5 separate regions of the Mus musculus genome follow, and regions 2, 3, 4 and 5 are each linked to region 1. A link is a contact called in public HiChIP or PLAC-seq and promoter capture Hi-C data. All regions are on one chromosome and are shown on one strand. The core of a region is the stretch at or near the end of the contact, and the rest is flanking DNA. Distances in the headings are between cores, read along the strand shown.

The links. Promoter capture Hi-C pulls out the DNA fragments that hold promoters and counts their contacts. HiChIP or PLAC-seq counts read pairs in DNA pulled down with a chosen protein or histone mark.
Region 2: a promoter capture Hi-C map of pre-B cells shows a contact between it and region 1, with 5 times the contacts expected there. The contact joins the promoter of Clec9a here to the promoter of Ybx3 in region 1. A contact is called at or near these places in 13 of 39 promoter capture datasets (the 3T3-L1 cell line, the C10 cell line, the HPC-7 cell line and 8 more), 2 of 484 Hi-C or Micro-C datasets (B cells and embryonic fibroblasts), 3 of 115 datasets of contacts at active chromatin or transcription factors (large pre-B cells, pro-B cells and stem cell-derived neural progenitor cells) and 2 of 9 other capture datasets (liver and macrophages).
Region 3: a contact with region 1 is called in a promoter capture Hi-C map of the HPC-7 cell line. The contact joins the enhancer-like site here to the promoter of Ybx3 in region 1. A contact is called at or near these places in 10 of 39 promoter capture datasets (the C10 cell line, the HPC-7 cell line, cranial neural crest and 7 more), 5 of 115 datasets of contacts at active chromatin or transcription factors (astrocytes, embryonic stem cells, large pre-B cells and 1 more) and 3 of 9 other capture datasets (adipose tissue, liver and macrophages).
Region 4: a contact with region 1 is called in a promoter capture Hi-C map of liver, with 11 times the contacts expected there. The contact joins the promoter of 1700101I11Rik here to the promoter of Ybx3 in region 1. A contact is called at or near these places in 25 of 39 promoter capture datasets (the 3T3-L1 cell line, 3T3-L1-derived adipocytes, the C10 cell line and 16 more), 4 of 484 Hi-C or Micro-C datasets (the G1E-ER4 cell line, nephron progenitors and rod photoreceptor), 22 of 115 datasets of contacts at active chromatin or transcription factors (the 230-238 cell line, the NIH/3T3 cell line, SST interneurons and 16 more) and 3 of 9 other capture datasets (adipose tissue, embryonic stem cells and pancreatic islet).
Region 5: an H3K4me3 HiChIP or PLAC-seq map of pro-B cells shows a contact between it and region 1, with 24 times the contacts expected there. The contact joins the promoter of Klrd1 here to the promoter of Ybx3 in region 1. A contact is called at or near these places in 13 of 39 promoter capture datasets (the 3T3-L1 cell line, the C10 cell line, the HPC-7 cell line and 10 more), 1 of 15 datasets of contacts at CTCF or cohesin (the NIH/3T3 cell line), 1 of 484 Hi-C or Micro-C datasets (conventional dendritic cells), 4 of 115 datasets of contacts at active chromatin or transcription factors (astrocytes, large pre-B cells, pro-B cells and 1 more) and 2 of 9 other capture datasets (adipose tissue and macrophages).

Annotation. Positions count from the first base shown.
Region 1 is chr6:131,386,265-131,390,984 of GRCm38.p6, forward strand. It overlaps Ybx3 (Y box protein 3), which reads right to left and starts at 2,186. Exons shown (of 10, transcript NM_139117.2): 1 at 1,754-2,186. The coding sequence starts at 1,991.
Region 2 is chr6:129,406,251-129,410,970 of GRCm38.p6, forward strand. It overlaps Clec9a (C-type lectin domain family 9, member a), which reads left to right and starts at 2,612. Exons shown (of 7, transcript NM_001205363.1): 1 at 2,612-2,795; 2 at 4,025-4,105. The coding sequence starts at 2,705. It also overlaps a transcript of Clec12b not described here.
Region 3 is chr6:129,495,601-129,500,320 of GRCm38.p6, forward strand. Olr1 (oxidized low density lipoprotein (lectin-like) receptor 1) reads right to left here. Exons shown (of 8, transcript NM_138648.2): 3 at 4,280-4,525; 4 at 1,212-1,349. All of the region lies in intron 3 of Gm45969 (a long non-coding RNA gene), which reads left to right. Among named protein-coding and RNA genes, the nearest start is that of Olr1, 9.2 kb to the right of the region's middle. Within about 2 kb of position 2,436, at least 13 of the 459 cell types and tissues checked have an H3K27ac peak or open chromatin away from gene starts, as enhancers often do. A contact at or near this core is called in the HPC-7 cell line, where this site is marked.
Region 4 is chr6:129,530,783-129,535,502 of GRCm38.p6, forward strand. 1700101I11Rik (RIKEN cDNA 1700101I11 gene) reads right to left here and starts at 2,502. Exons shown (of 2, transcript NR_045270.2): 1 at 2,456-2,502; 2 at 1,165-2,160. Gabarapl1 (gamma-aminobutyric acid (GABA) A receptor-associated protein-like 1) reads left to right here and starts at 2,410. Exons shown (of 4, transcript NM_020590.4): 1 at 2,410-2,754. The coding sequence starts at 2,665.
Region 5 is chr6:129,589,473-129,594,192 of GRCm38.p6, forward strand. It overlaps Klrd1 (killer cell lectin-like receptor, subfamily D, member 1), which reads left to right and starts at 2,338. Exons shown (of 6, transcript NM_010654.4): 1 at 2,338-2,365; 2 at 4,018-4,110; 3 at 4,256-4,318. The coding sequence starts at 2,359.

The DNA of each region.
Region 1 (4,720 bases), core at 936-3,435:
AATGATAACAGCAGAAGGGGGAAGATGGGCAAGATTCTCAAGTCTGTTTTCACACAGTTGATGGTGTTTCTTTCCTTCTCAAAGTTATTTTTAAAAATACTAACTGTACAAATATCTATGATCAGACAAATTCATTCACACTTTTAATACTATATTCAAGTACACAAGAAGGTGTTGGTTGGTAAAATACGCCTACCCAGATCTTTTTACTTGAATAAACTTGTTTTCCCTAAAGGACTACACGGTATAAACCAAAGTTAAGGCCCCTTTGCAAAGACCAGAATGAGAGCGTCCAAGATATCCATTTCAGTCAGTCCTGAGTCCAGAACATTTTGGATATCCGTGTGTCGGCCTGGCACAGGAGATGGCAGACCACATCGGACAAAGACAAACAGTGCTCAAAGTGTCAGGTGGAGGCTTGCCCTTCATTTTCTGAGTCTGGACTTTTTGAGGTGGCAGGATGAAAGACATCAGACTCATCACCAGGTATCTGGCAGAAACAGAACTAAACTGCTGGGGATTGCGGAAATTAACCTTCCTTTATCGCCCTACCACCACCACCCACCTCCCACCCCCAATCTCCAAAGATATTATCTACTTTTCTTATCTCAAAAGTGCAAGGATCAAGTAAAAACCTGTAGGATTCCATCTGCCCTTAGTAAGGTATCATTAAGAACCTGCTTCGGCTAGCAACACAGGGTTCTATCTTTCATTTTGTGTGGAAATGGTCCAAGGAGCATCTTGGTAGAAAGTGCCACAATGTAACACCCACAAGACCTTTAAGGAACTTTTTAGTGAGAGTGGGGAAAAAAAAAATTGGCAGGAACCAAGTTTTTAAAGCCTTGGGAAAACAAGAACCAGAGAACTGTCAGGGGTGGGGAACACCGAATGGTGTTCTATTTCTTCCACAATTATTCCTTCAGCTTTCTCGCTAGAATGGGGAGGAAGCTCAGAGAGCAGGCGAGCCCAATCGGCCCCACCCAGAAACAGTGAACATTTCTGAAGCATCCTACACCATCTGTTAACTTTCCTGTTTCGGATAGCAAACCACATGCGCACGCACACACCCTCCGGGGAGCTTATCCACCACCCACCTGCTAGGCAAGCTTGTGGAAGGCCTCACACCGGGCGTTCCTTAAGGAAGATGAGGACACCCAAATGTGCGACAAAATACAACAGCCACAGTTATAAAACCTCTGCCCCGCGCCCCGCGAAATCTCCAGTCCCCACCTTCCCTTTCCCTCCAGTAACAAGTCGTAAGTGTTTTGGACACTCGTCCTACTCCACTTCCGACTAAGTTTTCCCGGCCGTCACACCACGTGTGTTCCCACGGTGCGGGAGAGGGGATGGTGCAGCAATTGGAAGGTACTGGAGGCTCTTTGCATCTGTGGGCACAGTAAGGGGAGGCGAGTGCCCGCCCCAAGTTTCCCGGGGCGTTGCAACATCCCTGTGCCGGCATGTGGCCCGCAGGAGCATGGCGGCTGTCCCAAGCCCACGAGGGAAGGGTGTCAGAGACAGACACCTGACCCTCCCAGGCCTAGGGGGTAAAAAAAAAAAATACACCACACAATAAAATCTTCCCAAGTCACCCCTCTCGTGCCTTCCTAGTGTCCCCTCCTCCCCACCGAGGAAACGTGCTGCTTTCCCGACCCACAGCCAAGACTCCCCAGAGCTGGCCCACGTGTCCCAGCCCGCCCTGCATCCACGTCCATCCTCGCCCGCCGTCTCTCCCGGGCTGCAGGCAGGGACTCACCGAGAACTTTCTTCTCCGCGTCCTCGCCGCCCGCGGGGGCTGATGAGGCCGGGGCGGGCCCGGGGGCTGCGTCTCCGCCGGGGCTCCCCGCGAGCAGCGCGGCGGGCGCCGGGGCCTGGGGCGCGCCGCTGGCCGCCGGGCTCTTAGGCGCGGGGTCCGGGGGCGCCGCGGCGGGCGCGTCGGCCGCGGCCTGCGGGAGCGTGGTGCCGCCGGTGGTGGCCTCGCCCGCCTCGCTCATGCCGCCTCTCCGCTCTCTCCGGGCACCTCGGTGGCGGTTGGCGGCGGTTAGCGCGGTGGCAGTCGCGGCGTCCGGCTCGCTCTCGGGGAGGCCGGTGCGGATCGCGCGGCGCGGCGGCGGGCGGCGGCTCGAGGGCTGGGGACGCGCGCGCTCGCGGTCTCGCTGGATCTCCCGGCCCCGAAGATGGCCCCGCGCAAGTGCTCGCGGGCGGCGGGCGGGCAGGCGGACGCGGGGCGGGGAGAGAGAGGGTGGGGAAAGCCGCCGTAGCTGCTTATTAGCATTTAAAGGCGCCCGCGCTACTCGGCAAGGCTCCCGGAGCTGGTTAGTCCGGGGATGCGGGCACCCGGGCGAGGTCGCCGCGGAGCAGAGGAGACATACCCTCCCCAAGACGTCTTTCACCTGAGCCTGCTTCCTGAGAGGTGGAGTGGGCCCACAGCGCCTTAATAAAACAAAAACAAAAACAAAAAAAAAAACCTCCTTTACATTTGCACATCCAGCAGATACCAGAAAGTATTCTGGGCGCTGAGATAGGAACTAGAGTAACCTGGGAGCTGTGGTTAGCCCGCTCCAGTATTCCTAGTACACAAGAGGCTGAGGCTGGAATGTCATTGAGAGTAGCCTAGCTTGGGCTACTGAGGCTGTCTTTCAACTATCCCTCCTTCCAAGTAGTAACACACACACACACACAAAAAAAAAAAACAGACAAGGGGTTGGAGATGTAGCTTAGAGGATCCAGTGCTCGCATGGGTCAGTTCAAGGTCATCATGAGCAAAAGAAGTTTGAAGGCTGCAAGAGATTCTCTCCAAACAGCCATGTGCGTGCGCCGGAATACCGCCCCTACTCCCCAACAAAACAAAACAATTACTCTTATAAAATCAAAAGGCCTCGTTTAGCGACTCCACAAGTGAGAAAATTAAAATCTAGATCTTCCAGAATGACTGCAAATGCAGGGTTTACACCTGTCAGAGGCAACAGATAATAAGCTGTTAATATGTATTTAATAACCTACGTTGAAAGAGTGGAATAAATCCACATGATACCTTTTGCTCGAGTTGGCTATAATTAGCACTAAACTGGGGAAAGCTTGAGCAACTCAGAGTAAGGCCTGCAAGATGCCTCAGCAGGTAAAGGCTTGCCTCCAAACCTGACCACCTGAGTTTCTTCCCTGGACCTACCAGATGGAAGAAGATAATCAACTCCAAGTTGTCCTGACCTCCATACATGTGCCGTGGCAGCAGCATGCGGTCCCACCACCCCCATAAATGTAAAACCAAAAAACAAACAAACGAAAAATGTATGTTTGAGACAGGTTTCTCTGTGTTAGCCCTGGCTGTCTTTGAACCCGGCTCTGCAGGCCATACTAACCTCTGAGAGATCCTCCTGCATCTCTGCCCTCCTCTCCTCCTGGGGCTGAGATTAGATTAAAGTTGTGTGCTGCTCTGCCAAGCTTAAGAACATTTTTAAGGACAAGGGAACAAGAGTCCTCCTGGTCGCTAGGATGAGACCTACAACATGCAGATGACCTCTAAACACTCCCAGCAGAGGAGTCCACATTACCCTTTACAGAGTGAAGCTTAACACTTGACCAAAGAACTGAGACCTGTACCAAAGACTATCTGGAATATAGGGCCATTTTGCCCCTGCAGCTCAAAATAGTGTCCCAAAGGGGCTGTGAAAAGAGGCTAAGTTATACATGTTTTCAGTGTCTGGTCCAATGAAAGTGTTCTTTTAAAATCCCCTCTTTCCCCACATATTTACCCTCCTTTCACCCGCTACCCCCTGGAAATTGTTGATCAAGTTACCATCTGCCATCAAGATGGTAGTTCTCATGTGCAACTCAAGTTTTGGCATTTCCACTGGTTAACACAATCCCAAGCCTACAATGTGCACACAGTAAATGTTTGCAAAATGAAAACAACACAGACCAGATTATTCCACAGCCATGTACTTACCAATGAAGTTGTTATCAGTGTAGTGCATCCATGACACATACAATTTTTAAGAAACAAATGTTGGGCAGGTGAGATGGCTTAGCAGGTAAAGGTACCTGTTGCCCCACCTGATGACCTGAATTCAATTCCCAGAACCCACCAGGTACAGGGAAGAATGGACTGCAGAAATCGGTCCTCTAGCTTCCATACTTGTGCTGTGACAAACATGTCACCCATACTTACCGACACACACACAGACCTACAAATAATGAAAATGTTAAAAAGCAAATAAATGTAAATTCTGGACAGGGTTGGGGTATCTTAGCCTTGAAATACCAGTACTTGGAGATTAGAAGGAAGATCATAAATTCAAGGCCATCCTGAGCTACATAACTAAATCTCACCCCCCCTGCCAAAAAATATAGACCAAAATAAATAAGTAATCTTTAAATTTTTTAAAAAGTTTAATTGTAAGTTCTCAGTTTTTAAATAGTATCACTGCATGTTCCATACTGAAATCAAATGAAAATATGAATATGAAATGTGAATAACATTTAAGAAGTTGTTCTTAAATGTAAAATATAGGTGTTGCTTGGGAAAGCCCCATGCTAATGGTTTTATAGTTAAATTATAAGTTGTGCTTTATGCTGGTGAGGGTTGGCCATTGCTTTTCTTATCCTAACAGAATGGTGATCATTACTGCTTACCAGTCAGAATTGTGTTCAAGGGAAAAAAAAAAAAAATGAGGGCAGTTGAACTCATTAAAGTGATCTAATATAAAGGCTTCAAAAAATGTAT
Region 2 (4,720 bases), core at 1,362-3,861, 2.0 Mb before region 1:
AAAACAGGGTCATGAACATAGTTTATCTCAGCTGAGGACTTTGTGGAAACTAAACATGCTCAATCAGGAATATAGATGGAACTCAGAAGGCTGAGGAGATATAGAAATCTGTTTTTAATACACACTCCCTGTGACCCTGTTGTAAGCAGTCCACTCTTAAGACTTTTCAATAAACATTGATTTAGCACTTATTCCCTATGTGTTTTGGAGCAAATGGTTTAGTCTCTAACACTATTTCCTTGCATATACAGTGAGCTGATTACCCTATCCAGACGAGAATTGTGATGATCTCTGATGTAATAATATAAAATATTGGTGAGAACATCAACCGCATGATACTAAAAAATGTTAGTTTTACAGCTCTGTGCATGACAAATCTGCTCTTTAGTTTATTTTGGACTCTTCTTAAGGGAATAGATTTCTGGGTTACAGGAAAACAACAAAATTTATTTGGCATTTTTATTTTAAAAAACAAGATATTGGCCTTGTGAGATGAGAAGTCTTGGCTCCCCCACCCCCTTTGGAGATGGGGATTCAAGGCTGAACTTCTGGTATGAAACTGTCCATTTGCACAAAACAACTGGGGGCTAATTATTCAGAACCTATCCAAACATCAACCCTATGTCTGAATGTTAGTGTTTTTCCTCTCTTCAGCATATTTATATATTACTACAACACACAGCCTTAGAGGAAACATATTTAATGCCCAGCTAAACATATACAGAAGGTGAGACCAGCCTGTACCTACAAAAATCAAACTGTACCTACAAAGTCTCTCTTTTCCCTTATACTCGTGCCTGAAGCATATAGTGAAACAAAAACAACCCAGATTCTATGATCAGAGCACTTCATTTCAAACACTCAGCATGAAACCAGCTAAACGGACTTCTCTGTGCCTGACTTAGAGCCAACTTACCCTTCTGCTTCACAGAACTGTAGTAAGGAAGCAATACTGTGATCTGGCTTTAAAATAGTTTTTAAGAACACATTGAATAATAAACAGTAAATATTTAAAACAAACAAGAGCAGAACACTACATGTAGCACATGGGTTTTTTTGTTGGGAGAAACCAATGGCTCCCTTGCAGACATTTCCCTGAGAGTGGATTGTCCTGGGAAAACACTATTCAAGCTTTGGTTTCAGTGCTGCTAAAATGAGAAGAGAAACTGGAAAATGAGTAGTAGCTCATGAAGTCTGGCTCCTGAGGTTAGTTACAATATTATTTGTTGGTGTGGTTTCTTCCTCTTTTCTCCATCTGGTAGAGCTTAGAATATGCAGAGGGTTATCTGGAGTTCAGTTACTCTGTTTTCAGGCCAGGAACACCACAGGAAATGTTGGCAGAATGTGCTAGTCCGTTTCCATTTGTCCCTAATGACCCCACCAGCTACTCCTTATGTCTCAGGAAGCTAAACACAAATGAATACATTTTCCGGGCAAACTGAGCCTCTGAGACACATGGGTTATGGTCAGAAGTATAATTCAGATCCCTTATGTGTCTTAGATTGATAAAACTTGATGATCTGTATACCAGCCCTTCGCTGTAGTGAGGCAGACCACGAAGTCCCAGTGAACATTCTCCTTACTGTTTTAGGCCATAGGGTGACAGCAGCCCTGTAGTACATATGTCAACATTGATCCCCTTCTTTCTTTCCTATTAACCTTTTCCAAAACTGTAGTCCTATTAGTAAGTTCCCTTATATCACCTCCTGAATGTGCCATTTGTGATGAAGAACGATTGATCCAGTGAGACTCTAAAAATAAATAAATAAATAAATAAAAGAACACAATTGAGAAATGACCTTTGGACATAAGGACAAGTAGCCTAGAAATAAATGGTGTCTAAGAGATCAGAGTTCTCAGTACAAATGCTGTAGTCACAGGATGTGCTGAAACTGGTCATCCATCCATTAAATAATTGATTCCTCCTGCAAGAGCAAAGTTACCTCTGGACAATGCTGCCAGGAAAACCCAACCTTCATGTCCAATATGGAAATGCAATGGATAGAGATGGCTGTGATTCCCAACACTCCCAGATTATGGCTTTCAAGAAGCAAGTGTGGGTTCTTCACCTTCTCTTTCCCTTTCCCATCATGGCTCCAATATTCCAGAAGATGAAAGAAACCCAGGCCCCTTTTGGGAGAACTAGTATCTCTGGGTACAAACTATGAGGGAGATCTAAATGTTGCCAGTGTTGACTGGTATTTTGAAGTTTACTTATAATAACAGTCAGTATTACCCTAATCAGCAGACTGATTGGAAATAAATTTAGGGATGAAATCTCTCCTAAGCTTTCTTGTTTGGAAATCCAAAAGCTATGTACAAGTTGATTTGTCTAGATTTAATGGCCTTTATCTTTATTCGCTGCATCATCTTTTTGCTTCATAGTTTATAGCAAATAGAAGTCCATACTGTGCAGCTTACCTCCAGCATCTGATACTATGTGGAAAGCAGAGCAACAGTTTAATTTGGTAGTAGCTATTTTGAGCTCAATAATTCTCATTTCTTCATTATTGAGTTATGTTTCAGTATAAGCTTCAAAAGTTCCACTTTCTGGATGATGAACATCCTTTAATCCCTGTTGCATTTTACCACTGTGAAAAAGTAGCCAGTTCCATTTCTTGTACCAACCTACTCCTAACTACAACCGAAGTTCTTTGTGCCAGGCTCCTATGTAGACTGCTTCACCACTCCAAGCACCTTCAGCATGCATGCGGAAGAAATATATACCTCTCTTCAGTGGGACATTCCTACCTCAGAGGCCTCTCAGAAGTGCCAATCCCCTAGCAAATGTTCAGGTAATAAATTTAGAATGCTTAGTTGAAAACTATAATTTTTTTCTGTTTGTATACTGTGATAAAACCAAGTGTTTCTCCTAATCTGAGATAACCTCTTTAGCATATTCTAGTGTGCCTGACACATTCGTCAGCATGGAGGAGTAAGTGAAGGGCACTCAGATCAGGAAATGAGATATATTCTCTCAATTTGCAAAAAGTAAAAGAAATCATACCACTTAAATTATTTTAGCTTTTACTTAAAACAGGCAGCAAATTATCTGAAAAATAGTAAGAAATGTTGAAAAACTAGGAAAAAATGTCTTCAGCTGATGCAGTTATGTTTTTAGTATTTGATAATTGTTTCTACATCTTATGCTACCTTTTATTTTTACAACTCTACAGTGCAAAAAGATTTGCAAATATATGTTTTTGTGTATTTTTATTGTCACTTCTTTAATTCATCAACTAGGTGTCATACATAACCTCATACAACAAATAATTAGGTGGGCTTAAAAAGCATTTTATTATATTTTCCCAAGTAGTTTCATTAATTAGTCTTTAGTATCGACTTGTTACAAATTAACTAAGTGAAGCTAACTTTCCTAAATCAGATCTCTAATATAGTATTAGCTTCAGAATATCTTTTGTCACATAAAACACCATTTCAAGGTTTCAGGGATGACCCAGAGTCATCTCAGGCAAGACATTATCAGGCCTATTAAAATATGTAAGGACAATTTTTTATTAGTATGAATAATGTAATAAGCCAAATAACTCACTTTTCTTCCTGGACGAATTGTATAATTAGCCGGAAATGTTTGTTCATTTTTCTAAATTACTCATTAAAATTAAAAATACTTCAATGAATCATGTTCAAGAGATGCTGAAAACAGGTAAGAGAGTCTTCATGTTAAGAATAGAAGGTTTTCTGGTTGGTATGAATGAGATTATTGAAAAATACTAGATAGGTAGACAGACAGATAGACAGATGGAATTAATTTTTAAAATCACAATAGTGTACATTAGGATTGAAGAGAGGTGTTATTAAGTCTATTGTATTTGGTATTTTCCAAGTCAGATATAGCCCATGCTATAAGGTTCATCTGAGAGAATTTAAGCAAAGATTTTCTTAGAGTTTCAAATCTTTGCATTTCTCCAGTAGGAAGGCCCAATCCTTCCACTTATCCTGACATTATTACACCTTGAAAATACTTTCTCTAACTCATGTCATTGCCTGATTTCACATTCAGGAGCATGGTGTGTTGTGACGATGATTTCCTGTGTGGTCTGTATGGGCTTGTTAGCAACGTCCATTTTCTTGGGCATCAAGTGTAAGTACAAAAGCATATCTTCAGTGTTACCTGTTAACAACACGGGTTATGAATTGTTGTATTATTATTTTAAAAGTTCACATGTATAAATGTATGAATAAATAAATTAAGATCTATGTAAGCACACGTAAATGGTATACAGTCAGTTAGACTTATATTAAGAAGGAGTTCACATGGCGAGATAAAAGAGTCTGGTAAAAAGAATGCAATTAATTTTTCTAGAACCACTGTATCACTGTAGAGTGATGTATTTATGTGGTGTTTCCCATGAAAGCAGAAGGTTAACAATCTATTTATAGATTGTAAACTATTTATAGTTTTTGAAAGATAATCTACAAATTATATTCATATATGTACAGGCACACTGCACATGTGGACACAGGATTTTAACAAGTACAAGCTAGATGTTAGCCAGCAAAGCTTGAGTAGCCATTTCCAAAGTGTGTGCAGACTTGTCTCTTTCCCTCATCCTCTTGTGTTTCTGGGTTTTCTTTAACACCATATGCCAATTAAGTATTAATTTGAAAACATTATAGTATAAACATATTTCCAAAGAGATCAGTTTTCTTTGTGCCCTTTCCATATATTTTCATTTTTCCAACTCATCCTTTAGCT
Region 3 (4,720 bases), core at 1,186-3,685, 1.9 Mb before region 1:
GCATCTCTAAGGGAGGGTTCTCCATGGTCCTGACACAGATTGACTCCCACACAATCTACAGCTGATAAATGTAAACTGTTTCACTGCTGCATCTGGGAAACAAACCATTGGTTGAGATTTTGGTTGTCTCAGCATGTAAACACCCCCATCCTTGATATTTAAGCCTCCTTCCCTTAAAAACTGGTTTGAAGAGTTGAGTCCCCTTGATTTATTGAAAAGTTTCTCTCTAGAGAAATTAAATATATGTTTGACACTATTCAAAGGTCAATTTGTCTAAAACCTTCTGTTTAGTTTTCTAAATCTAAATTACACCTTTCATTATGAAAGTCTCCTCCCTCCCTCCCTCCCTCCCTCCTTCCCTCTCTCCCTCCTTCCCTCTCTCCCGCCCTCCCTCCCTCTTCCCCTCCTTCTCTCTCTCCCGTCTCTCTGTTCTTTTTCTCCTTGTAGCATTGGATAGAACTTGCTGTGTAAACAAGGCTGGCCTTGCACTCAGACATCTGCCTGCTTCTGTCTCTCCTCTTAGGATTAAAGGTGTGTTCAACCATGCTTAGCCCAAAAAGATTTATGAACTGAGAAATTTTACATCAGACCACTCATCTTCATTATTGATAACTCTATCCTACTCTCAATACAATTATTATATAATCTGTATTCAAGGATACTGTACATTAAACTGTTAGCAACATAAACAAGACATTGAAGAAATTTGCTTTTGACCGACACTTAACTGTCAATCCTGAGAATGGAGCCTTCATTTAAGCACTTCTTACAAAGGCAGCTGACCTCCACTGTTGTACTTAGACAGATGTAGTACCCACTTAGGAAACAGGGTCAGAATGAAGCTAACACAGGAGCTGAGTTAAAGAACTGCAATGACACGAAGGCCCCAAGGAAAGGGAGGCAAGTGACCAAGATGCTTTTGGAAGGATACAATAACGTATCTGTGGCAAGAGGTGACAATAGAACAAGATAGTACTTCAGTCCAAACCTCAAAGCTAGAATTTGAAAGAAAGGAGGGAGAAAACTTTATGCCCACGAGAAGCAGAGCCCCAACAATTCCGATGATTAGCAGGCCTCCCATGGGCTAGGGTGGAAAAGGCACTCAAGAGAGACTGTGTATGGCACTCTGAATGCTTGGCATATGTGTGGGGCAGTGGATTTGTTAAACCTAATTGAGCCTGGGCTGAACACCCACCAGTCCTCCCCTGTACCTGAAGAGTTTGCAGCTCTCTGCAGGGCTTCTTGGAGGTTCTGAATCATCTGCAGAAGCTCCTCCTGCTCTTTGGATTTCTCGTCCAGCTTCCGGGTGATGGTGTCTATCTTTCCCTTGAGTTCTCTCTGGGACTCCTCTACAGTGTGAGCAAAGTGGGGAAACGTGCTTAAGAAGAGTTACATTACAATGTTCAATTTTCATTGTAGCAATTTTAGAGAAGCAAGCTTCTCCAGAAACAGAAATGTAAGCCTAATATTTTAGCTCTTGCCTGCAATCTCAGAACTCAAGAGACGAAGGCAGGAGGATTTCCATGAGTTCAAGGCCAATCTGGTGTAAATAATGATTTCCAGGCCAACCTGAGGTACAGAGTGAAAGTCTATCTAAAATAAATGAAAGAATATCATACAAAACTACAGAAAATGGAAACTTGTACCTAAGCGTTAAGGTAGGAAGTTTCTAGAATAATGAAAGCAGAAACTAAATGTGAACTTTCCTTCTAATTTGCTTACCCCCATCCTAGTATGTATATGTAAACAAATCAGGGTTTTTGTTTTTTGGTTTTTTTGTTTTGTTTTGTTTTTTGACTAAAGAAATGGTCTAGACACTTTGCCTATTTTATGGCAACGTGAGAAAGGCATGCCTGTATATACTGTGTTAAAATCAACTACATTTCTTTGTGTGTGTGTGTGTGTGTGTGTGTGTGTGTGTGTGTGTAAAGTATAATATAGCTTATAGCAATACCTACTACTACATACAAAAGTTAATGAGTACAAATATTATTTGTCAATTGCACAACTGTTACTCTGCAGATGTGAACTCATTTAATCATTGTAAACCTCAGAGATAAACTTCACCAATCTTATTCATTTGACAGATCAAGAAGTCAGGAAAATGAACCTAATGTTGAGTGTGTATTTGATGTCTTTGATAAACATAGGTTGTCAACTTATTTAGATCTGGAACGGAATAAAGGCCAGGGTGCGGGACATGCCTGTGATGGCTGAAGTGCCAGAAGACATTGATGTTGCTAAGACAACCAAGCTCTCTAGTTGATCAACTGCCAAATAGATCTCCACTCATCCAGTGCAAGATAAACATTGTGGGACACTCCAAACATACTATGTAAACCAGCCCAATAAATGCCCTTTAAATATATAGTCATCCTGTTGCTTCTGTCCCTCTTCAGAACCTAATACAGTCACTGAGCACACTTCCTCTCAAATGTCTTTGTGGATGAACTAATTGAGGAAGTAGTCTATGGGCTCTAGACTTGCTAGAGGTTCAGGATCTGGCAGCCTACAACCATTTTCATCAAGCTATTTGTAGAGATAATGATTGAGAAGAATCACTAATTTAAATGCTAATTATGAAAATCTATTCCTTTGGAAGTCCTACATCACCTCAGCTTCCAAGTAAATCATACGAGATGTGTTAGTAGGATAGATAAAACCTTCCTCAAATTTGAGAAAATTAGCTTCATATTTACACATGCTATTTCAGTATTATGATATTTTTATGAGACTGTTTTGAAGCCATGTGAACAAAGCTTTCACCTGTGGTGTCTAGTAATTGGCTATATCTAGAATCAGAAGGAATGAAAAACAAGACCTACTATATCTGCCAGAAAGAGACATGTGCATTCCATGTCTGATCTACAGTTCATCTCTGGCATCTCTGAGAGAGGGTTCCTCATGGCCCTAACACAGATTGAATCTCACACAATCTACAGATGATAAATGTAAACTGTTTCACTACTACATCTGTGAAACAAACCACTAGTTTGTATTTTGGCTGCCTGTGTATATGAACATACCCATCTTTGATATTTAAGCTTCCTTCCCTTAACAATTGATTTGAAGTGTTGGGTCCTTTTAATTTATTGAAAACTTCCTCCCTAGCGAATTTAAATATATGTTTAATACTAGTCAAAGTCAATTTTTTCTGAAAAATTCTGTTTACTTTTGCAAATTGAAATTACCCTATTCATACAGAAAATATTATTTATTTATTTATTTATTTATTTATTTATTTATTTATTTATGTTCTTTATGTAGCCCTGACTAGATGTCTCCATGTAGACCACACTGGCTTTGAACTCAGAGATCTGCCTGCTTCTGTCTCCTCAGTTATGATTAAAGGCTTGCATCACCATTCAGGACCTGTCAAGACTTGAAAACTGAGTAACTGTACATCAAATTATCATTATTGATAACTATCCTGCTCTTAATATTTTTGCCTATAAAATGAAGGAATGGCCACCTATATTATTATTATATATGTATTAAAAGAAACTGCACATTTAAACTGTTAGCCACACAAGCAAGAAATTGGACAAATTTGCTTTTGACTGGCACTTAATAGCTAATGCTGAGAATAGAGCCCTCATTTGAGCACTTAGTGGGAATGGACATGGTAGTAAAAGAGACTCTGTCATACCTAACTCTGTACTTAGAAGCACATAACTCATTGATTCCACTACAGAAAAGATCAATATTGCAGAAATGTAGTAACAATCTCTAATAGAACAAAGGTGGTCAGCACAATCTAGTCTTTCTCTGCTCCCTACATTCTTAATCCCTTTAGACAAATGAAACCATTCCTATATGCACCCACTTTCCAGACCTCTTATTTTTGTTCAACCTAAAGTATCTACCTAAGTCTTCAGTCAGCTGACCTCCACTGCTTGTACTTAGACAGATGTAGTGCCCATTTAGGAAACAGGGTCAGAATGAAGCTAACTGCATCCCCAAGGGGATGGAGGCTAGTGACTAAGTTGCATTTGGAAGGATACAATAACATATCTGTGGCAAGAAGTGACAATGGGACAGGACAGTGCTTCAGCCCAAACCTCAAAGCCAGAATTTGAAAGAAGGAAGAAACCTTACGCCCATGAGAAGGGAGCTTGAGCAATTCTGATGGTTACTATGCTTCCCCTGGGCTAGAAGAGCAATGGCACTAACAGAGAGCCTGTGTAGGGCACTCTGAATATTTGGCATATGTGCAGTGTGCTGGTTTTGTTAAACCTAATTAAGACTGGGCTGAACACCCACCAGTCCTCCCCTGTACCTGAAGAGTTTGCAGCTCTTTGCAGGGCTTCTTGGAGGTTCTGATTCTTCTGTAGAAGCTCCTCCTGCTCTTTGGATTTCTCGTTCAGCTTCTGGGTGAGGGTGTCTATCTTTCCTTTCAGTTCCTTCTTTGATTCCTGTGAAGTGTTTTCTGCCTTCTGCTGGGCTAACATCTGCCCTTCCAGGATACGATCCTGCTGAGTAAGGTTCGCTTGGTATTGTTTTAAGAGGTCAGATACCTGGCGTACTAAACCAGAGAGAATTAAGAGTCATTCTAGCCTGCTGCCCCTGGATGCCCAGAAAATAAAGACACCAACTCAAACAATCTATCTTGACCACAGATCAGTGTTGACAGAAAATGTCTTCTGAACTTTAATAATGATGGAGGACTAAATGCACTTCATTGACTTCCGGGAAATGGCCCTCGTTTATTCACAATTTA
Region 4 (4,720 bases), core at 1,252-3,751, 1.9 Mb before region 1:
TCCGAGTTCGAGGCCAGCCTGGTCTACAAAGTGAGTTCCAGGACAGCCAGGACTACACAGAGAAACCCTGTCTCAAAAAAAAAAAAAAAAAAAAAAAAAAAAAAAAAAATAAATAAATAAATAAATAGAAGAAACAAAACAACTTCATATTCAGTTCCAAATCCTAATGACTGGGGAAAATGATGAGCTGTGTTTTAAGAGGCATAGAACACTGGGTATAAACTCTAGGAAGAATTACCTAATTGGGGAGGTACTGATAATTTTAAGATGCATTGTGGTGGTTGACATGACGGCAGAGGTAAAGTGCAGTTTACTTCCCAGAAGGAAGAAGACACCTGGAGCAGGGGCATATTGCTTGTCTTGTACTACTCTGAAATCTTCTCCATTACTGATATGCATAAAAAAACCAAAGAGATCCAATCTTAAAAATTACAACAGTACAAGAAACATTTGATGTGGCTATATGAGAAAATGTGGTCCTTTTAAAACTGCCCTTTGTATGGTTGAAGAAAGCAACTTAAAAGGTTTTTTTTTTTATCTGATTGTTAGTTTATAAATGTACCTGTGTACAACATTTTAAAGAACCTTCTGAGAATCAATAGTAAAATTGTGAAAATAGATACATTTTGTATTTTAATATGACTTATTTTTATTTTATTTGTGTGGGGGTTCTGCCTATATGTATGTATGTGCACCACGGACATGCAGTAACGTAGTAGAGGTCAGAGAGGGTATTAGGTCCCCTGAAACTGGAGTTACAGATACTCCTGAGCTGTCATGTGGGAGTTGGAAATCAAACCCTGGTCCTCTAGTAGAGCAGTCAGTGTTCTTAACCACTGAACCATTCTCCAGCTCCCAATACATTTTGCATTCTAATGTAAACGACTAGCATTTTAAAAATCCTAAGAGCTGATTAACCAACATTTCATCTTTAAATTTTCATGTACTGCATACATTTTCAGTGGACTGAAGAACTGCCCTTCAACTAGCTGAGACTGTACATCTATAAAAAAAAAAAACAAAACAACAACAACAAAAAAACAAACCTGAAGGTTACTCAGAAAACAACACTATTACCATTTTCATCCCAGATCTGTCTCAACTGGTTGTAAAATTTCTTCTGAAAGACTTAATTGTATTTGGGTCAAGGGTAAAATGAGTAGCTGGGTATTAAACTATTTTTAATTTGAAAATAAAAACAACAATAAATAAATACAACAATATTATATACCAATTCATTTGTCTTCATATGTAAGAAAGATTACCAGGAGAAAACCAAGAAGTGGGCTATGTATTTCATGTTCTTGTTTTGCCAGTTAAATTCAGTTCACTTTATTTTGCCCATATTTTATAACCATATCACTAAGTCATGTACATAAAATCAGGCAACAGGGCTGCTTGCCTGGTACCACTTAGTAGTCATTTTATTTTCACAGCACAAAGCATCCTTGAACTTTATCTCCGATGTTCCCAAGATATAGGTCTGGAGTTACTGCCAGTAGAATCAGAAGGGTGACCCCGCATCCAAAGAGTCTTAAGATGGAAACCCGGTATGTCAGAGGGGCCTGGGCTGACTCTCTCTATACTATTGAGGGTCTTCCACCAGCATGCCAGTCAGAGCTTTTGGTGCCCAATAAGGCCTTTTCATCAGGACAACTACCCTACAGGTGATACCCACCCCAGAGCAAAGTATTGTTGGGGAAACATAGACACCTAAATGATTTGACCTCTGTATTTTCAAGAACTCAACAACCATGCTTCTGGGTGAACCTTATAAAATGAATGGATTCATCTCTCCTTGAACGTGAGTGAAGCCTGGTGTTCATCGCTGGCATCGCTTCTTCTAACCTTGATGACTTCATGTTCTTCACCCTTACACTTCTTCAAATCCATGAGTCATGCTCTGTTTATGTTGTCTCAGAACCAATTCTAGCACAGATCCAAACATAAGGACACCAGTCAGAAGGAGGAGTTGGGGCAGAGAAGGCAGGCCAGTCGTGGGTGCCAGGCAAAGGTCAAAATGCAAGCACAGGACATTTCAGCCCGGGCTACAAATCTCGTGACGCCTGGCACTTTTCCAACTCCAGACTCCTGATTCCATTGCTCTGGAAACAGCTGGATTTTCTTCCTCTGTGTTTGTTTTGGGCATCAAACAAGAAACTTGAAGGGGAGGGAAGACGACATTTGTTAGAGCATTCTTTGAATTAACAAATTACCTTTAATATCAATCCTCAAAAATAAAAACCCGACTACATGATTTTTGCGTTTCGATGGAGTGGTTTAGGAAAAGCTTGGGTGAAAAGAAGATACACAAATAAACAAAGCTTCTGTCCACCCGGATCCAGCAGGTCCTTAGCGCCGGGGGCGGAGCGGGGGTGGGGCGTCGTGATGTCACAGCACCGCCCTGGTGTTTTTGTGTTTCCAGCTCTTGGGAAAAGCCACCCTATTTCTTTACCTGGTGGTCCTTTACCTTCAGGCCGCGAGATCTCCAGGTCCTTCTCTGGACGTTTAGCCACGTAGTGCGGCGACTGGCGCGTGGGAGCTGACGCGGGTGGAGCGATTGTGATAAGGCTGACATTGACTGGGGGTGGCCAGACGCGAGACGCAGTCATCAGCGCGCGCAGCAGGCCCCGTCCGGGGAGCCCCTACATCCTGAGGTCCATCATGAAGTTCCAGTATAAGGAGGACCACCCCTTCGAGTATCGGAAAAAGGAAGGTGAAAAGATTAGGAAGAAATACCCGGACCGGGTGCCGGTGAGTGGGGGCGGGGAGGGAGAAGGCAAGCTTGAGGAGTTTGGGAGCTGGTTGCCCTGGAGCTACCGAGGTAGCCTGGCGATGGCGGGTGGCCCTGGCACAGGAGGGTCATCGGAATCAAGTATTCTTGACCGGCTTTGACAAGCTTGTATCCCCAGGGCCTGTAGCCACTTTTGGCATCTCGAAAGCGCAGCGTGCGCGTGGTGGGTGAGTCAGCAGGATTCAGCACCCATGGAGGTTGGGATGTGCGCGTGGCGAGGCCTGTGTGTGCGGGGGCGACTGGTTGGGGGCCGCAGATAGGATATGCTATAGAAAAACGCGTCCCAACCCTGTAGCAGCAGGTGAGATGAGCCTTGTGCCCATCCATGTCTGCTCAATTGGTTCTCCATGAAAACGAGTCTCCTTCCCATTTCCTTGAGCGTAGGAGGAAAAACTCGAGAAGCCCCTAGATTCTGACCTGCGTTTTTTTTTTTTTTTTTTTTTTAGAATTGGGGGTGGGGTGGGGTGAGGGGCTTCACCAGGCGGGCCCTCAAACAAGGTCATGCCTGCCTCCACCTCATTATTGTCTCCTGGGCCATGTGTGGAAAAAGAAGGTCCGTGCTCTGCACTGTGATAGGTGGGTGGGCTCTTGGATCTCAAGAACCAGTACTGAGAACCGTTTCCTCCATTAATTATACCCCGATTTAAGCAGCTAATACCTAGTTCATGCAGTGGGGAGAAAAATACTAAGGGAGTCTTCAGCATCCGGGTGTTTTCCACTTTACCCCCTCCCCCGCCCACTTGCCTTTTTTTTTTTCCTCCTCTTTTGAAGGCTGCGCAGCAGAATTGGAAGCAAAGGATGACATCGCTTTTAAATATGGTGGATAGAGGACCAGGGACTTTAAAAAATCGTTCTCTTTATTTGTACAGGCAATGATGTTATATTAGGTTGGCGTTCCTCTAACTTTGAAGGGTAAAAGAGCTGTGCTAACCTGATAATTTTTTTTTTTGATGCATAAGTAATAGGGGGGAGGGACTTCTTCCTTATTCTTTATCTCAGCCAGGGCTACCAGAAGAAACGGAGGTCCAGCAAGAGAAAGCCCTCAGCCCCATTTTCTACCCTCAGCCCCATTTTCTACCCTCAGCCCCATTTTCTATGAGGAAGAAGAGAGCTAACTATTCCACCATTCTCCAGAAATTACATATACATGGCTCTTCCAGAACGGCTGGGCACACTCCAGTCATGCCTTCCTACTACACAGTCCTTCACATGTTATTTCCTTGAGCTCAGGACTGTGGAGGATTGCTTTCAAAATTTCTCTCAGTTTGTCAGCCCCACTTAATATTTTAAAATTACACATGGACCACACAGCTGGCAGCACTCTGAATGCCTTGTCTGTGTACTCACCGACTCTCGTCACAGCATTAAAATCCCTGTGCTAGAGACATGCTCTGAAGCACAGGGCAGTGAAGTCACCACCCACAGGTTTGACATTGCTGACTGGTGGAGGAGAATTCCAGCCCTGGCTGTCATGCTTCAGGGCTTCCAGAGCCCTTGGGCTTCCAGAGTTTTGTTTTTGTTTTTGTTTTCCAGTTTGTAGTACAGTTAGATGAACGCCTTGTAAGGTTGAGCCCTAGAAGTAGGTTAACACCTGCTGCCATCTGGAGTTCAGGTGGTAGTTGGTGCCAGCCAGGAAACTTAAGTGAACACCTACCCCCATTATTCAGAACTTTAACAGAAATCCGAGCTGTGACCTGCAACTGTTTCCAAATTCAGCTAAAACCTCCGTCCTTCCTCAAGACAGAGCCCCCTCGCATTCAGTTGTGTACAGCACTCACCCACAATATTGCAGTTTCTCTGTATTCTCCTGTTTGTGACTTGATGCTGAATGTTTTACTTCAGTGATGATTTGTAAGCCAAGACACCTTCGCTTAGATCTCATGGATCCCTGGATTTCACACCCAGATGGTACCTCCCAATCTGAGA
Region 5 (4,720 bases), core at 1,088-3,587, 1.8 Mb before region 1:
GTAGTACTCACATCCATGACATTCAAGCCACCCAGAGTTTCTGATCCACTGACCACAGGAAGTGTCTACTTGGCCCACTCAGGCATAAAGCAGAGGAAGGAGTTTATGGATAACTTGCATGTAGGCAGGAGTAAGCTCACATAGGTTTTGTTCCAGGTGTGTATCTTTTAAAATCAGGAAAACTAAACTATAGTGTTAGAAGTCAATAGATGATGCTAAAATACAGAAAGAAGAGGGAAGTGACTAGACAGACAACTGGAGAGTGAACTCTGAAAATGTTTTGTTTTTTGGTTTGTGGACAAGGAGAAGGGAAATTTTTATAAAAAAAAAGGGGGGTATGACAATAAATTTATGATTAACAAAAGAAGATAGTAACATATTTTGAAAGATACCTATATTTCTGTGAGAATTAAATGGCCTTAGTCATCAATAAAACACATTTATACAACTTTCTTAGTCTTCCCTATTTCAATACACACACACACACACACACACACACACACACACAAATATATATTAGTTGAGACTGGCTTTGAACTCTCACCTGTGCTTTTCACATACTGGGATAACAAGTATGTGCCATAATTCCTGGCAAGAAATGATACTCCATCGAATTTGAAAACTAACATAGCCTAACGAAAATATGTAATATGTAAGGGATTTAACAAGCAAAACCTACTAGAGTTTATGAGGGTTTTTCATCACCATGATTACAAGTGACTTTATGGCAGGCCAGAATCTTCCTTTTCAGGAAGCCTCCTTAATGGAGTGTGCTTTGTAGCCTGGTGCACAATGGGAGGGCACAGTCTTTACAAGCACTGAAAAAAAAATAAGTATCTCCATTGGGATGCTTTTACCAAGCTGTTGTACAGTCTAGGTGCACATGTCTAGGTATAGAGAACTCTCCATTGCTCACATCTTCAGTGGGCATTAAATTCCCTTTCTCGGATCTTTCCTCAATCTTTCAAAGATGTAATTATTAAAGTCACCACTTGCTTTGAACAAATTCTCTTTGTTCAAAGAGCAGTAGACTTAAGAGCAGGGGAAGCAGAGGGAAGAGATGAACATTGGAAGAATTTATTATTATCTGAAACAGATTCAGTGAAGCTCAATATCCCACTGAGTATTATGTGAGTTATGAGATGCTCAACACCCTATGTTCTGTGATCTCAATTCCAATGTTACTGAACTGTATCAAATCCTGATTTATTTCCTTAAAGGCCAGCCTGGTGATAATTTGTCAGCACTGTGTACTCCCATGTGTTGGAACATCAAGGTTTCCAGAAGTTTTAAGAGAAAAAAAAAAGTAAAGGTCATATATATAGGGGTGTATACAGTATTTGTCCAGAGTTTATCAGATATTCAAGAGAGATGATTGGGGAACATGAGATGTGTGTTGAGTGGAGATGAGTAGGAGGGATGGCAAGGAGTGTAAACAATTCATTTACCTGTGTACAAAATGAGAGCAAAATCAAGGATAGCTAGTAGTTTAGAAAGAATTAATGGGAAGATTAAAAGTGTGTGTTGGGGAGAGAGAGATGGGAAGAGAGAAGGTGGGGAGAGGGAGAGAGATCAGGGAAGAAAGAAAAGTGAGAAAACACAATAATACTGAATTCTTTCTGGGTCTTGCTGACTATGGTTGGGGTCAGTGATCAGGGAGCAGAAACACAGAACAAGTATTGGATATCCCAACAGTTTGTACTAAAGATGGGAAATATCAACCCAGAATGTGCAAGTCCAAGGATGTGCTTGGTTTGAGATAAATTCCATGTATGCTTTGGTAAAAGACTGGGCATCAAGCTTAAGTAACCTTAGTCAAATCAGCACTTCTGTGCCTCAGTTTCCCCACTATCAAATTTGGTATTTTCTTTATTAAGCGATCAGATAATATGTGATTTAAAATTTGTTTAACACAAAATAAATAAGTATTTCTTTATTTTGAAGGTAGTAATTCTGTGTGGGATTTTATGATACCAAGTGAGTTTACCATGGTTTATACACCTCTCCATTATTTTCTAAACTGCTTTTAGGGACGACTTTGATGTGTGCACATTGAAAACAATCTTCCTCCAACCTTATTTTGCTGTGGTGTTTTGTACCAAAACTAAAAGAGCAAATTTCCTGTGTGCAGTGGTTCCTGGGTCTTGTTCAAAGCTTGCAGTCTTTCTTCTGCTCATTCCCACTGTGCATCTGTGTCCCACCAACAGATGATTCAATAGCACCGCCACAACACACAGTGTTTCTTCCTCTTTTAATGCTTACTGTCTCCTCCGTAGCTTCCTGCTCAGCCCTGTGGTCCACACCGTTCTTTAAAAAGCACAAACACATCTCTGCACCATCCTTGGAACATCACTTCTCATGGCAGGTATGTGTGCCCCTGTCAGCAGATGTAATAGTAGTGATAAAATAATAACCAGGAAGGATGCCTCTTGTATTAACTAACTTCAAGGAGGGTTTAAAAAAATAAAACAGAAAGCATATAATCTGCAGTAGATATTTTTAGACTTTCTGTGCTTTGATGCTTTCTGTGTTCATTGTTTTCTCGATTCTGTGTTTTGAAACTTGAACATGATTTTATGAAGTGCATACTTTTGTAAACTTTTCCTAACTGAGTTAGCAAGTGGTGTCTATTAGGCATCATGTTAAATTCAGAATAAAACAGAAATTAAATTGATCAACACACACCATATTTCTAACATGGGGACAAAGATGGCCAAATATAAAGGACACTTAAAACTTTATAACTTTTCTTGCTGTGTTGTGGCCTTGCAAAATCACTCAGGCTCACTGACACTGTGTGCTGTTGTTAGCAGTAGAACTATTTTTGACAGTATTGCGTTACTAATACAGATTCTTCTCATATCGAAATATCTTAGCCAATAGGCAAGTGATTTTGAATATGACCTAACATAATGTTTAAGAACAGAAATTCAAAGGCTGGCTTTGTGTCATAATTCAAGGTGCTGTTAATTGAACCCAGATCCTCAATTTATGCTTGTTATGGAACCTCCTGCCATACCAGGTCTAGAAGGTTCCTTTTTATTTTCCTGCAGACATTAACAAACCACTAATCAAAAAATGGTCTGTGTTCAAAGGGACCCCATTCCATCATGGTATTCTCCTGACAAGGATGGTATATAATAAATAACAGACTCTAGGTCTTGACAATATTCTGTTTGGTTTTGAGTGGGCCCTTACTAACTTTATATCTTAAGAAAATAGCATTGTGATTACTGCCCCTCCCCCTTTAAAAAATCATCTCTTTAACACAAAACTTTTTATTCATGACATTCTTGAGAGAAAAAAATGATTATTAAGCAAGCCCACCAAGCGTCATGACTGCTTGTGGATCTATTCTAACCATAGAGATAAGTTTCACTGCTGATTTAAAGAGTCAGAGGTAAATGACTCTAATGAGGCAGAAAATATGTATGAATAACCTCATCAAAGAACAAGGTATACCACTTCAAAAGATTGCTAATGGGTGGTCTTCTGAAGGAACATCTTCGTTCTCCAGTGTTCCACTAGAGAGAGGTGTCTGCACCACTAAAGGAAGAAGTTTTCAGGTTCATTCTTAATGGTTTCTGTTCTTAAGAACGTCATCCACAATGAAGGAGCTAGAGAAAGTACCCAAGGATGGGAAGGGGTCTGCAACCCTATAGGAGGAACAACAATATGAACTAACCAGTAACCCCAGAGCTCGTGTCTCTACCTGCATATGTAGCAAAGGATAGCCTAGTTGGCCATAAATGGGATGAGAGGTCTTTGGTCTTGCAAAGATGATATGCCCCAGTATAGGGTAATGCCAGGGCCAGGAAGTGGGAGTGGGTGGGTTGGGGAGCAGGGGGAGGGGAAGGGTATAGGGATTTTTGGAGAGGAAACTAGGAAAGGGGATAGCATTTGAAATGTAAATGAATAAAATATCTAATAAAAAAAAGGAAAAAAAAGAACGTCATCTTCTATGTCTGCACTTTCATCTGTTAGTCATTAATGTATGTGTTTGGTATTTTTTTATAGTTTCTAGGATCACTCGGTGGAGACTGATGTCTGTCATCTTTGGAATAAAATGTCTTTTCTTGATGGTTACTTTGGGAGTTTTGCTGATAAATTGTAAGTGTTCCTAAGCAAGTATATAGGAAAAAAATCAACATTGTGATTAAATAATTTAATAATAAACATTTAATTTTTCTAATGTGTAATATTTTATTTCATAAATACATGTCAAACTAAGCAAGTCTATAATAATTTCTTATAGCATTTACTATACAGAACATTCAATCAACACCTTCTCCAACCACCACTGTAGAATTCCAGGAAGGTAGGTTCCATTTTTCTTTCTAAATCTTCATGACTCAGAGAGGATAAAACAGAGAAGCTCATTCTACAGCATGGTTTCATTGAGTAAAATGGTCCCCCCGCCCTTTTTTTGTTCTGTATTAAAATTACATTGAATGTAAGCAGCGTAAGACATACTTTATATAAACACTACATGCAGAGGTTCATTTTTTCCTCAGAGTTTTAGAAGTTTTGGACTGTGTTCTTCTGGGCCTGCCTGCCTTTTTTTTTTGCAGCTCAGTTGAGACATTGTGCCACGGTGGAAGCATGTGTGGGTGATCAGCCACTCATGTAGTAGCTAGAAAGCAAAGGGGAGGAAGGAGAAAATGAAGAGGAGAGCTGCCACTCTCCAAGTAAGAGCCTCCCCTAGCACCCTAGAAAGAAC